2 separate regions of the Zea mays genome follow, and region 2 is linked to region 1. Evidence: chromatin contacts called from public Hi-C data. All regions are on one chromosome and are shown on one strand. The core of a region is the stretch at or near the end of the contact, and the rest is flanking DNA. Distances in the headings are between cores, read along the strand shown. Region 1 has its middle 82 kb from the start of LOC103647016. Region 2 has its middle 61 kb from the start of LOC100272522.

Region 1 (7,238 bases), core at 458-2,957:
CTTCATATATATATATATATATATAAGGGGAGGTCTGGACCCGTTTCTAGGCATCCTCCAAAAGAATCTGCAAGTTCAAATGAAAAAACACGCACATAAAAGGGTTTAATCTCGCGAAATCTAATCAACTCGTGGACCATTCATGCCTATGGGCGAACGATCCAGTCACAGAGCTAAATCGTTCGGCCTTTCCCAGGTGGTGGATATGGTGCTCAACACATGGTGATAACTATTTTATCTGGTATATTTTGCGTTACAACTGTTGATACTCTATTTTAATTTGTAGACCTAGGTAAAGTTTATATCATTCGATTAGTCATAGAGCTAGATCTTGTTTGGTTCTTTAGTCATCTGACTGAACTTTAGTGAATAAAGTTTAGTCACTAAAATACATATTTGGTTTCAGTGACTAAACCTGGCTAGAGCATTAATTACTATACATATAGACTGCATTACCCATATTTAATAGGGTGCAGGGAAGAAGGGAGAGGACACATGTTATATAAATGTCATTTTAGTCAGGGGCGGACCCATAGGGGGTCCGGGTGGGCCCTGGCACACCCTAAGCTAGGCCCACCAAGGACCCCACCCGTTCGGCCGCCGAGCGCTGAAGGCCGTTCCAACTTCCCCGATCCTTCAGCTTCTCGTTCACCTGTTTTTGGCGGCTGGCAAGTAGAGACCTAGCTACTGCTGGCGAAGTGGCGAGTGCGGAGTGCGAACTGTTCGCCTGGGCGGCTGGCCGGCTGGGCCTGGGCGCCTGGCGAGTGCGCGTTGCGCCTGCGCGCGGCTGTCCGCCAACGCCCAGTCGTCAAACTGCCTGACGCATGTGCCTGTTCGGCTGTTCCTGGCGGCCGCGAGACGCGAGTTGCTGGCTTGTTGCCTGCTGCTCGTGATTGATACAAGTTGCTAGTTTGTTGCGGTGCTGCCTTTTTCTGGGTGCTGCCTAATGACCATTTTTGATGCGGTGTAGGCCAGATAAGTTGTGTTATTGCAATCTTTATGTTTAATGTATGCAATTTTCATGCTTATTTGTTTAGTGTCAAACTTTATATCTATATATCAAATTGTTTACCAAATTTACTATGAAATTATATGTACATTAGATAAAATTCTATATGAAAATTTTGTTGCGGCACACCCTATGTAAAAATCATAGGTCCGCCACTGATTTTAGTAACTTTTAGTCATCCCCTCGGTGATTAGAGGATTAAATTTTAGTTAGGGGCTTTTAATTACCGTGTTTGTTTCTTTAGGGACTAAAAAGACTAAAGTTTAATTATCCTAAAATAAACAAGCTGACCTTTTCTTTTCCGGACGTAGGTGGTCGGTATTTACGTAGGTTCAATTAGTGTTTTGGTTAATAGTAACCAACAACAAATATGCATGTTCAAAAAAGTAATGAATCTAGTGTGGAAGTAAATTAAAAAGCTCGACTATCTAAACAAATATGCTTGTTTTGATTGAATCCTATACAATTACAGTCCACATAACAGGTGAGCTGATCAAAGGCTAGAAGGAGGAGCTCTATGGCCAGTGTCCACCACCGCCAGAACCATCTCATATTTGGCTTCTTCAATTTGATGGTCTACTGATGAGCTCCGTGGCATGGGATGGATGTGTTTCGTTGGTGGGTAGACGGGAGCGGGGCAGCGGAACGAGGGGAGACATCGCAGGTGCGGGGTGTCAGAGCGGCGGGGAGCATCTAATGCTGCTGACAGCTCATCCCCAAAAGCGCCTCTTCACTCACCTCCACACACTCCCTGCACACACTTCCTGACTACCACCTCAGCTGATGCTCCTTTTCTTTCTCCCTCCCTCAGAGTCGTTCCAACAGATACATAGAGAGGCAAGACAAGGCCGCATGCATGCTACTCCTGTCATCTCCATTTCCAAGGATCATCATGGATTAATCACAGAACGATGCTCTTGTTTGCTGCCCGACGCCAAGTGATCGTTGAATAAATAGATAAATTACATATTAAATTCCGAATATAAATCATAAACAACAATAAATAAACTAGCATGTTGTTCGCTAACAAGCTAGCAAGCAGTACGCACAATACATCCATAACAACAGATAAACTAAAGTATGAGATTAGATTAGATAATGCGTACTGATTAGATATACTGATTGACGACGTGGAAGCGGCAGGATCGACAACATCGGTGGCAGTCATGCAGAAGAGCACGAGGAGTCGCGTGAAGGCGCTTCTAAAAAACCTTATTTGCCTTCTCCCTCTCGAATGTGACGAGTTCCGGAGACCTACTCTCCCTGTCGGGTACCGTAATTAGGGGTACCCCAACACTCCTAAACACGGCTGGTAACCACCATCAGCACAAACCGCAAAGACTGATGGGCACGATTCAGGTCAAGGCTTCATCTACCCAAGGGGCGCGATCTCGCCTCGCCCGAGCCCAGCCTCGGGCGAGAACTGTAGTCCCGGACGAAGTTACGTCTCGCCCGAGGGCCTCCTCAGGCAGTGGGCGCACCCTCGGCACGCCCGAGGCCCAGCTCGGGCAGGCTTCGTCGAGAAGCAACCTTGGCCAAATCGCCTCTCCAACCGACCGTATCGCAGGCACATTCAATGCGAGGATCGCCTGACACCTTATCCTGACACACGTGCCTCAGTCGGCAAGGTCGAAGTGACCGTAGTCACTTCGCCCTTTCGCTGACCGACCTGACAGGAAAACAGCGCCGCTCGCTCCGCTCCGACTGCCGTGCCACCCACCAGGGTGAGGCTGACAACAGTCAAGTTCAGCCTCAGGCGCAACAGGAAGCTCCGCCTCGCCCGACCTTAGGCCTCGGCCTCAGGAGGAGGTCTCCGCCTCGCTCGACCCCAGGGCTCGGCCTCAACCTCGGCCTCGGAAGGTGGTCTCCGCCTCGCCCGACCCCAGGGCTCGGCCTCAACTTTGGCCACAGGAGAAGTCTCCGCCTCGCCCGACCTTGGGCTCGGACCGACCGCGCGACGGAGGATACATCATTACCCTACCCCTAGCTAGCTCAGGCTACGGGGGAACAAGACCGGCATCCCATCTGGCTCGCCCCGATAACAAGTAATGATGGCTCCCCGCGTGCGTCCATGACAACGGTGGTTCTCAGCCCCCTACGGAAGCAGGGAGACATCAGCAAGATCCCAGCAGCACCGACAGCTGTGCTTCTACAGGGCTCAAAGCACTTCTCCGACGGTCACGTTATCGCCTACGCAGGGCTCAAGCACTTCTCCGACAGCCACGTTGGCATGTACACTGGGCTCCGGCACTTCCCTGCCAGACACGTTAGCACCCAGCTACACCCCCCATTGTACACCTGGACCCTCTCCTTGCATCTATAAAAGGGAGGTCCAGGGCCTTCATGCAAAAGGTCGCGCGGGAGAACGAGCTGACGAACAGGCTCACTCTCTCTCTCTCTCTCGCGAACGCTTGTAACCCCTACTACGAGCACACCTCCCCTGGCGTGGGATAACACGAGCCGCGTTTTCCTCCTTGTGTTCCATCTCGCGCCAACCCATCTGGCTGGGACGCGCAGCGACAAATTTACTCGTCGGTCCAGGGACCCCCCGGGGTCGAAACGCCGACAGTTGGCGCGCCAAGTAGGGGCCTGCTACGTGTTAACGAACAACTTCCCGTTGAGTTCCAGATGGGTAGTCTCCAGTGTCACACCCAGGTTTCGGGGCACCAAGACCCGGGCGCGAACATAATCACCAGGTGTGCTGGGACCAAGTCTCACACATATGATGAATCATGGCACATGATCGAATGTCACATCTTTACTATATAAGAGGATTTCTATACAAAATAAATACATAAATAATTACATTATAAGGAGACAACGGTCCAACAATCCAAAGTTGACTGGGAGACGACGACCTAGACCTCTCACGAACACATTGCAGCATCCTCCATGCGCCTCATCCTGTGGTACCTATTCTTGACCTATGGGGGGTGTGAGACAGCAAGAGTGAGCTCACATACGTTCATCGCTCAACAAGTTGTGGGGAATAATGTGCATGAACTCGCCAAAGGTGAGAGCTCACGTGAAGTGTAAGGCTTACCAAAGAGGATGGTTAGAGCTGAGCATTGCTTTTAAAGTTGGTCAAAATTTTATTAGCAATTACTAAGTATAAGTAAATACCAACCCAATTAAGTAGTAGAACAAAAGTAACAACCTCACCTGCGATGCAATGGATATGACAAATTGAGTTTAAGTTCCATAATTTAATCATGTGAGTGTCCAAGCTGCTCATGACCGTGAGCACGGCTAGTATACCAGTTTTACACTCTGCAGAGGTTGCGCATCTTTACCCACAAGTCATGTTACCCATCTGCCAAGAGACGGCCAATCCCATACACCTCTACCGAGGAGGCGAGGCAGGATAACACTACGAGGCCTTTACAAAGTTCCACTAGCTTTAGAAAACCCGCTACAGTTTATAGGAAGCTCCAGTGCAGGAGTCCCTCGACTGACCGCCATCGCAGCAAAATCAACCAAGGACCTCCCTACACTGACCACTCCCTTACTGCCCTTGCCCCTTTCGGGTAAGGTAATCATCCACTAGCTTTCCTAGTTAATCAGCCAAGGGTGTCCATAAACCCTTGTGGTAGCACTGTTTTCCCGGGTGGTTCTCCATGTTCCAATTAACATAATGATCTTAACATGAATAATAAATAACAACTGACAACAAAAGTATAATCATGAATAGTGTAATCTACATACCCAAAACCACATAAAGCAATAGCAGGTACTACCCAAAAAGTTTAGTGGAGTCAAGGTATAAAGATAATCAAACTAGGGTAACCTGTTGGGTCCCATCAAAATTAACCTATGCAGATCATTATGATTAATCAGAACATGACTGGGTAAAAAGAAGTGATCAAGGGCACAACTTGCCTGGGACATGAGATTCCAGGTACCAACTTGCTCTTCAGGTGACACGTAACCTCGCTGCTAGTCGTAGCAATACAAACAAACATGATATGGGCAAAATTAACATCACACCAAACATAAGAACAAACTGCATAATAATATTCTTCGCTGCGTAACGAGATCGTAGAGACAAGAACCACTAAATTCGGAGTTACGATTATTAAGTTATGAATTTCTGAAGTTATTAAATACCTAGTATAGCATAAATCAAGTGGATAATTTTGATCTAGGTTTCATGACTAAACATAGTTACTAGGTGATAGATAATATTAAAACAAAATTATTACAACTGGAATAAATCAATTTGAAGCTAAAATGAATTAAATATGAATTTCACAAGTTTCTAGTATTGTTTTTGTATTAAAAATCATTTTCTAAAATAAATTCTGAATTTCCTCAGGCTTCTAGACTGGGCACATTAATACAGAGAAGGTAGGGGTTCATTCTATAAAATCTACCAGACTCAGACTACATCCGCGAGGACGGTGGATAAATTATAGGGTTTTACGGGGTCTCATTTGAAAGATAGCCATGGCGAAGGGGTACAGTGTGATCTGGGCCATCGGATCATCTTTCAAGCGCCCAGATTAGATCGCTCTTCTTATAGATCCTGCACTCACTACCGGGCGTCGAATCAGAAGATCAGTGGCGCAGATTAAATTAAAGCGAACTCTAATCTTACCCCTCCATCCACCGATCGATGGCCACAAAGCCACCCCGACCGAACCGGTATGCCAAGAGCGATCCCAGACGTCTGTTACGGATCCAGCGGTCGCGGCCCTAGAATCGCCGATCGAGATCAAATGGCTACTGCCACTTCTATTCTTATCCGTCCATCACCAGATTAGCGGCCCTGGACCCATCTCCTTCCTCCAAACACCCATGCGGCTCAGAGCAAAGAGCTCCAAGGCGGCGCAGATCACCGGTACGCAGAGATCCGGTGACCCAGCGCAAGAACTTCGATCCGACCGTCACTACCTGAACCGGAGGGCAAAGCAAACTTTGAGATAGAAATCTTACCACGACCCTAGGCGTCAGTCAAGCTACCCTCCACGAGCCATGGATCGGCAACGATGTAAGACAAATTGGGCAAGCAGTCGCTGTTGACTCAACCGATCACGACGCACGACGGCAATAAGCTCTGAACATCTCTGTCCAAGGCCTCACCGCCCCACAACAACCGAACGACGGCGAACGCCGAGATCAGTGGCTTTAGTTTTTTTTCACTTCAGCCTGGATTCGCTCGGCTCGCCGACGGCTATGGCTCTCGGTGCTTCAACTTGCTAATGGCCAAGGGGAGTCACAGGGAGATTGATTTTATATCGAAGGGCGAGGGTGAAGCAGGCAACCAGATCGGCTCCGTGATCTCCAGTGTTTGTTGCAATCACACCGCAACGAGACTAAGCGGGGAAAACGCGATCAGGCAGGGACTGGGCTGAATTAGCACTCGACAACGGCTGCTTGATGGAGGCTCAGAGGAAGGTGGCTTGGGTTCCCAGGTGTACAGCATCCGTGATTTCAATGAACGGATCACGACGCGGAGAAGGGATTTCGCCCGCCAGGCGCGCGTTCTGTTGAGTTTGTTGCGGTGCTCGCGGAGAGGATGAGGGCGAGTCCGTATGCCAGCCATGCAGTCCGTTAGGATTTGTTTGGCTAGCCGATCAAGATTATAAGCGGAATCTGTTCGGAGTTCTGCGATCCAATCTTAACTGAATTTAGTTGAAGGTCTCGAGACAGTGGCCCACCAGCCCGCATTCTCTGCCCTATAGCTTGGTTGTTGAGGTCGTGTGGTTCCATCGGTAGAATCCCGAGCGACTGTTTCATGTCGAAGCCAACTGCGAGCTAGAGTAGAAACTGATGGTGCGTGAATTGTTAGTAGTCCGAGCGGCCGACTCCAAGGTATTATTTTTAAATATTCAGCACATGCCAGCTTTGCGTCATCACGGCTCAAGTTCACAACAAGAAAATAAACAAATGAAAAAAAAGAACAGGTGGACGTGTGTTAACGGGAGAAGAATAATGGGCTGAATGGCCGGTTTTATGTTTTCAATTCTCCTATTTCAGATTTAATTTAAATTTTTGAATTCAAATGTATTTTGAGCTTTCAAACTAAATTTTTAAATGCACAAATAAACCAATCATGCATAATATAATTTGATTATTTACTTATCATCTTGCTTGCACAAATGCGTCTAATTATGCAACTCATACGTACAAGAATTTAAGAAAAATATATCAATTATACGTTATATTAACCTTAATCTTTTATTTTTTTCATTTTAGAGTTTCGAATTATGTTCAAGTTTCAAAGTAT
Region 2 (7,318 bases), core at 3,250-5,749, 220 kb before region 1:
AGTGATTACAATTCAGCGTGAGGAGTACGGTGGTATTGTTCATCTATTTATAGGCACGGGACACAGCCCGGGTAAAATTATATTTATGTCCCTGACGTTTATTTATAATCATAACATGAATCATTAAGGACTGAATAGTATTTTCCCCTTTCAGTCAGCATCATATTTGGTCTTCATCACCATATTAAGCTGAAGCTCTTCGGCTACAGCTTCGGCGACTATTCTTATCACCTTCGGGTTACATCTTCACATCGTATGTCTTTGCCATGAGAGAATACCTTTATGCCGAAGCTGAAGCCCCCCTGTAATAATCCATATACTGAAAACATATAGTCAGTTACGTTTTTGAGGACCTTCGGAAGAGGAAGGCCCCCAACAACTGTCATGTCGTTTGGCTTGACCAATGCACCGGCCTACTTCATGAATCTGATGAACAAGGTGTTTATAGAGTATCTTGATAAGTTCATCGTGGTATTCATCAACGACATCTTGGTCTATTCCAAGAATGATGGTGATCATGAGGAACATCTGCGATTGGTACTACAGAAGTTAAGGGATAATCAACTCTATGCCGAGTTTAGCAAGTGTGAGTTCTAGCTTAACGAAGTACAATTCCTTGGGCATATGATCTCCAATGGAGGAATATCAGTGGATCCGGCTAAAGTGAGAGAGATAGTAGGATGTAAGATACCGAGTTCGGTCACTGAAATCCGAAGTTTCCTGGGACTTGCAAGTTACTACTGGTGTTTTATTGAGGGATTCTCAAAGATAGCGAAGCCTATGACCTCACTATTGAAGAAAGCGAAAGAGTTTAAGTGGACCCATGAATTCCAAGAGAGTTTCAATCAACTGAAGTTTAGATTGACGTCACTCCTAGTATTGTTTATGCCAGATCTGCAGAAGGGATTCGATATATATTGTGATGCGTGCCGCCAGGGCTTGGGATGTGTTCTTATGCAAGAAGGACATGTCATTGCCTACGCGTCTCGCCAGTTGCGGAAACATGACTTAGAAATGGCAGTCATAGTGCATGCTCTCAAGATTTGGAGGCATTATATAATGGGGACTAAGTGCCAAGTCTATACTCATCATGAGAGCTTAAAGTATATCTTCACTCAGAAAGATCTCAACCTTAGACAACGCCGTTGGTTGGAGCTCATCAAAGATTATGACATGGATATCCACTATCATTCGAGCAAGGCGAATCTGGTTGCGGATGCCTTGAGTCGGAAGGAACATGTTCATGTAGCTTGAAAGGGAAATAGGCTTACACCTTTTCCTAAATTGATTTTGGTGGTTGAATTGACCAACACAAATAATTGGACTAACTAGTTTGCTCTAGATTATGAGTTCTACAAGTGCCAAAGGTTCACAACAAACCAATAAAAAGACCGAGAAATGATTCAAATATAGAGAGCAAAAGTCAGCCGAAGTGTGCCCTGGTCTGGCGCACCGGACTGTCCAGTGTGCCACCGGACAGTGTCCGGTGCACCACCGGACAGTGTCCGGTACACCAGGGACTCCAACTCCGAACTGCTCACCTTCAGGAATTCTAAGAGCCACTCCGCTATAATTCACCGGACTGTCCGGTGTAGCACCGGACAGTGTCCGTTGGCGCACCGGACTGTCCGGTGTGCCAGCGGAGCAACGGCTACTTCAGTGCCAACGGTCACCTACAACTGCATTCAATGCGCTACAGTGCGCGCAGAAGTCAAGCACGCGCCAGAAGGCGCACCGGACAGTCTACAGGACTTGTCTGGTGCACCACCGGACTGTCCGGTGGCCCAGAAGACAGAAGCTCCAACGGTCAGAATCCAACGGCCGGGTGACGTGGCTAGCGCACCGGATAGTGTCCGGTAGCGCACCGGACTGTCCGGTGCGCCATGCGACAGCAACCTCCACCAAATGGCTAGTTTGGTGGTTAGGGCTATAAATACCCCAACCACCCCACCATTCATTGCATCCAAGTTTTCAGACTTCCCACACCTTACAAGAGCTATAGCATTCAATACAAGACACACCAAAGAGATCAAATCCTCTTCCAAGTCCAAAGATCATTCCCAATCAAATAGTGACTAGTGAGAGAGTGACTTGTGTTCATTTGAGCTTTTGCGCTTGGATTGCTTCTTTTTCTCATTCTTTCTTGTGATCAACTCAATTGTAACCGAGGCAAGAGACACCAATTGTGTGGTGGTCCTTGTGGGGACTTTGTGTCCCGTTTGATTGAGAAGAGAAGCTCACTCGGTCTAAGTGACCGTTTGAGAGAGGGAAAGGGTTGAAAGAGACCCGGTCTTTGTGACCACCTCAACGGGGAGTAGGTTTGCAAGAACTGAACCTCGGTAAAACAAATCCTTGTGTCTCACTTCTTATTTGCTTACGATTTGTTTTTGCCCTCTCTCTCGGACTTGTTTATATTTCTAATGCTAACCCCGGCTTGTAGTTGTGCTTAAGTTTATAAATTTCAGATTCGCCCTATTCACCCCCCTCTAGGCGACTTTCATAGTTATTGTTACCTAGCTACCTTATGAGTTAGCAGAAGATTTTGAAAATCTCAACCTGGGAATAGTTGCTCACACAAAAGGAGTTACCATAGAGGTAGAACCAACCTTGGAACCAGAAATACACAAAGGTCAGGTTGGTGATGCCAAGATTCAAGAGATCAAAGATCTTATGGCAGAAGGCAGAGGTTTGGACTTCATAGAGGATGATCAAGGCACAATCTGGTTCAAGAACAGGATATGTGTTCCTGAGATTGACAATCTCCGCGAAAACATATTGAAGGAAGCTCATGACTCAACCTATTCCATCTATCCTGGTAGTACCAAGATGTAGCAGGATCTGAAGCAGAAGTACTAGTGGAATGATCTAAAGAGAGATGTAGCTTCACATGTAGCGTATGTGATGTTTGCTAGAGGGTGAAAGCTGAACATCAGAGACTTGTTAGTTTGCTGCACCCACTTAAGATTCATGAATGGAAGTGGGAAGAAACTGGTATGGACTTCATTGTAGGTCTACCCCGCACATCTACTGGGTATGACTCTATTTGGGTGATTATGTACAGACTAACTAAGGTGGCCCAATTTATCCCAGTGAAGACCACATATTCGGGTGCCAGACTAGCAGAGTTGTACATGGCACGAATAGTTTGTCTACATGGAGTGCCTAAGAAGATCGTGTTAGACCGAGGATCCCAGTCACTTCTCGGTTTTGGCAGAAGTTGCATGAGTTCTTGGATAGGAAACTGAATTTCAGCTCGACCAACCATCCTCAAACTGATGGGCAAACCGAGAGAACCAACCAAGTACTAGAAGATATGTTAAGAGCTTGTGCTCTTAAACATGGTGGCAGTTGGGATAAGAGTTTACCCTATGCGGAGTTCTCTTACAATAACAGTTACCAGGCCAGTTTGAAGATGTCCCTTATTGAGGCTTTATATGGCAGGAAGTGCAGAACACCTCTGTATTGGGATCAAACTGGTGAAAGGTAGTTCTTTGGGCCAGAAATTGTACAAGAGGCAGAACAACAAGTACGATTGATACAGGAGAACTTGAGAATTGCCCATTCTAGGCAGAAAAGCTATGCAGATACCCGGAGAAGGCAGTTAGAGTTTAAGGAGGGTGATCATATGTATCTGAAGGTGTCACCGATCCGAGGTATGAGGAGGTTTAAAGTTAAAGGGAAGTTGTCCCCTCGCTTTATTGGACCCTTCATGATCCTAAAGCGAGTAAGGGAAGTTGCCTACCAACTAGAACTACCCGACCATCTAGCAGATGTGCATGATGTCTTTCACGTATCCCAGTTGAAGAATTGCCTCAGGGTACCAGAAGAGCAACTGCCTATGGAAGAGCTTAGTGTTCAAGATGATCTGACTTATACTGAGTACCCTATCAAAATCCTTGATACTTTGACTCCCGTTACGAGGAGTAAATGATCAAAATGTGCAAAGTGCAATGGAGTCATCACAGTGAAGATGAAGCCACTTGGGAGAGAGAAGAAGAATTAAGAGTAGAATTTCCCCACCTTTTTCCTAGTTCGTCTTAATCTCGAGGTCGAGATTCCTTTTAAGGGGTAGGATTTGTAAAGCCCAAATTATGTAAGAGAAAAATGATAAAGTAAATAAATAAATCTATGCATATGTTGGCATTTTGGATTTAGGAACCTTTAGAGATTATTTAGTTTTCTTTTCTTTGTACATATTCAATTCATGGAATTATGCTGGTCAAATAACAAATAAATAAATACAGAAATATGCATCTCATGCCGAAGTTCTTGTAATGTTGCATTTGTACTTTAAATTATGATACAATTTTAAGTTTGAAAATCTGAATTTGACAACTGAAATTATAAAAGAAAAGAAAACAGAAAAGAAAAAGAAAAGAAAAAAAATAAAAACAAACAAACCGCGCTGTGCTCAAACTTGTCCCTCGGCCCATTCGCACTCTCCGTTGCTCGGCCCAACTCGGCGTCACACCGCGCCGACAGGCAGGCCCATCCTATCTGCTTGATTCACGTGTTCACTGGTCGTGCTGACCGGCTGACTCCCTAGGCCCACGTGACCGGCGCCTCCTTCGTCAACCGCCCGGCGAACCCCGTTAGAACCAGTGGTGGCCGTTGCAGCTGCCACCAGCTCCGCAGTCGCCGATGCCCGGACATAAAAACCTCGTGCCATGGAGGTATCTTTCCCCTTCTTCACCCTTCCGCCCTATAGCCAGCTACCGTCAGTAAGGACGAAATCTGGGAGGAACCAAATTGGATTGCCGCTGTTGCCTCTGCGATTCGCCCAAGTCTTCGCCACTCGGGCTTTGGCTGGGTTTGTGGTGGTTTCCCTTGGGGCCAAGGATCGTATTGGTGTGGGTGGTCACGCGTGTAATTGGCCGGCGACTACCCAATTCCTCGTTGGAGCATGGCAGGTACACAACTCCACCGCGGGTGTCCTGCGCCAATCCTACCTCCGCTCGCGGTGAGACCCCTCTTCCTTACCCTCGCCTTATCCCTCTCCTTGGTTAATATCGTGCCGGTGCTAATGGCGTGCTAGTCGGGCACAAATTTGGTCTCAAGGGTCAGGTTTTCGTTCTAGCGCCGTCAGTATCGTGGGCAGGCGTGTTAGACCGTGTTGTGGTCGGTGCAACCGTTCCGAGTGAGTTCGCCCTAGTCCTAGCTGCGTGTAGCACTGACCCCCTTCAAATATGGTGTAACCGAGCGTCTGCGTGGATTTTGCCGGCCATGGCGCCGCCGTGGGAGGGCGGGCGCCGCCGCGTCCGGTCGTCTTGCGCGCGCGATTGGTGGTGGTCGTCGATCTGGACATGAACGGTCATGATTATCGTGCTGGTAACGCTTGGGTCGGTGTAGCTATTGGCCGTTGATCTCAATCGAATGGACTACAACCGATCTAGGGTAGATAAACTCCCCACCGTTGATCTTCGATCCAACGTCTAGTATCGCGTACCAGTTCATGGGTGCGCTGGTCTAATCGGGAGGGTAAGTTTGCGATCGGAGGGTCCTGGTTGAAGCATACCTCTTCAGCCTAGAAAGTTTGCAAAAGAACCCCTCATGTTTTAATAAATAAACCCGTCGTCCCCGCGTGTTCTAAGTTTATTACCATTCAGCCCAAATATTTATGGTCTGGCCGCTGAAGGTTTCAGAATTTGCAGCCATAGTCTAACTTGAGCTCTGATTCAATAGATTAAGCCAGAAAATGATTTTTAAGTATTAAAATAATTTTAGAATCTTAATTAATTTATAAGTAATTCATTCTAGCTCCTTTTTAATCCATTCCAACTACATTAATTTTGTATTAATATTGTTCATCACCTGGTAACTCTGTTTTATCATGAAACATAGATTGAAATTATCTGCTCAATTTATTTTATATTAAACACTTAAAACTGCGGAAAATCATAACTCTTTAATAGTAACTCCGAATTTAGTGAATCTCAAACCTATGATCTCGTTACGATGTGTAGAATATTATCATGCATTATGTTCTCATGATTGGTGTGATGTTAATTTCTCATGTACCATGTTTGTTTGTATGTTGCGAGTAGACGGGCAAGCAACTGAGTACCCAGGTGCTCAGCAGGTGGAAAATACTGAGCAGGAGCTCGTTGATGCAAGTTTTGCCCTTGATCACTTCAATTTACCCAATAATGTTCCTGTTAATCATTAATGATCTGCATAGGCTAATTTTGATGGGACCTAATAGGTCACCCCAGTTTGGCTATCTTTATACCTTGTTTACCACTGAACTTTTGGGTAGTACCTGCTATTGCTTTATGTGGTATTGGGTGTTAAGATACACATTATTCATGAGCATGCTTTTATTACAAATGTGTTATTTACTGTTCATGACAAGATCATTATGTTAATTGGAACATGGAGCGACCACCCGGGAAAACAGTGCTACCACAAGGGTGGTATGGGACGCCCTTGGCTGACTAACTAGGAAAGCTAGTGGAGGACTACCTTACCCGAAAGGGGCAAGGGCAGTAGGGAAGTGGTCAGTATAGGGAGGTTCTCGGGTTGATTTTGCTGCGATTGCTTTTCAGACAGGGGATTCCTATACTGGGCTCCCTAGAAACTGTAGCGGGTTTTCTGAAGCTAGTCGAACTTTGTAAAGGCCTCGTGGTACTACCCTGCCTCGTTTCCTTGGTAGAGGTGTATGGGGCCTGATCAACCCCGTGGCAAATGGGTAACACGACTTGTGAGTAAAGATGTGCAACCTCTGGAGAGTGTAAAACTGGCATATCAGCCGTGCTCACAGTCATGAGCGGCTCGGACCCTCACATGAGTAATTTATGAAATTAAATTTATTTGGTCATTTGCATCGCATTGTGGTTTATTTATTAATTCTGATCTCTCATTATTCGAGTTGGTATTTACTTATATTTAGTAACTGCTAATAAAATTTGACCAACTTATTAAAAGCAATGCTTAGCTTTAACCATTATTTTTTGATCAGCCTTACACTTCACATGAGCTCCCACCTTTGGTGAGTTCATGCACATTATTCCCCACAACTTGTTGAGCTATGATCTTTTGTGAGCTCACCCTTGCGATATATAACTGTCACACCCGGTTTTAGAAGGTAAACCGAATGCGAACCATGTACGTGCCAGGATCAGTAATTCACGTACACAGCGATTACTTACATGACTCATCATAGCACAATGCTTCAAATTACAATAAAGAGTAAGTAATAATATTACAGACTAGAGCCATTTACATAATATAATCAAAGTACACAGAATAGAAACGTAGCCAACGTAAATTAACCCACCACAGGCAGCTGACTGGGGGAGGTCGCTAGCCTAATCCTCGA

The links. A called contact is a pair of places that touch in the nucleus more often than the background predicts.
Region 2: a contact with region 1 is called in a Hi-C map of tassel, with 1.9 times the contacts expected there. The contact joins two enhancer-like sites. A contact is called at or near these places in 2 of 25 Hi-C or Micro-C datasets (ear and tassel).

The regions. Positions count from the first base shown.
Region 1 is chr2:139,404,035-139,411,272 of Zm-B73-REFERENCE-NAM-5.0, reverse strand. No RefSeq gene overlaps it. Among protein-coding and RNA genes, the nearest start is that of LOC103647016, 82 kb to the right of the region's middle. Within about 2 kb of position 1,707, at least 10 of the 20 cell types and tissues checked have an H3K27ac peak or open chromatin away from gene starts, as enhancers often do. A contact at or near this core is called in ear and tassel, where this site is marked.
Region 2 is chr2:139,625,447-139,632,764 of Zm-B73-REFERENCE-NAM-5.0, reverse strand. No RefSeq gene overlaps it. Among protein-coding and RNA genes, the nearest start is that of LOC100272522, 61 kb to the left of the region's middle. Within about 2 kb of position 4,499, at least 20 of the 20 cell types and tissues checked have an H3K27ac peak or open chromatin away from gene starts, as enhancers often do. A contact at or near this core is called in ear and tassel, where this site is marked.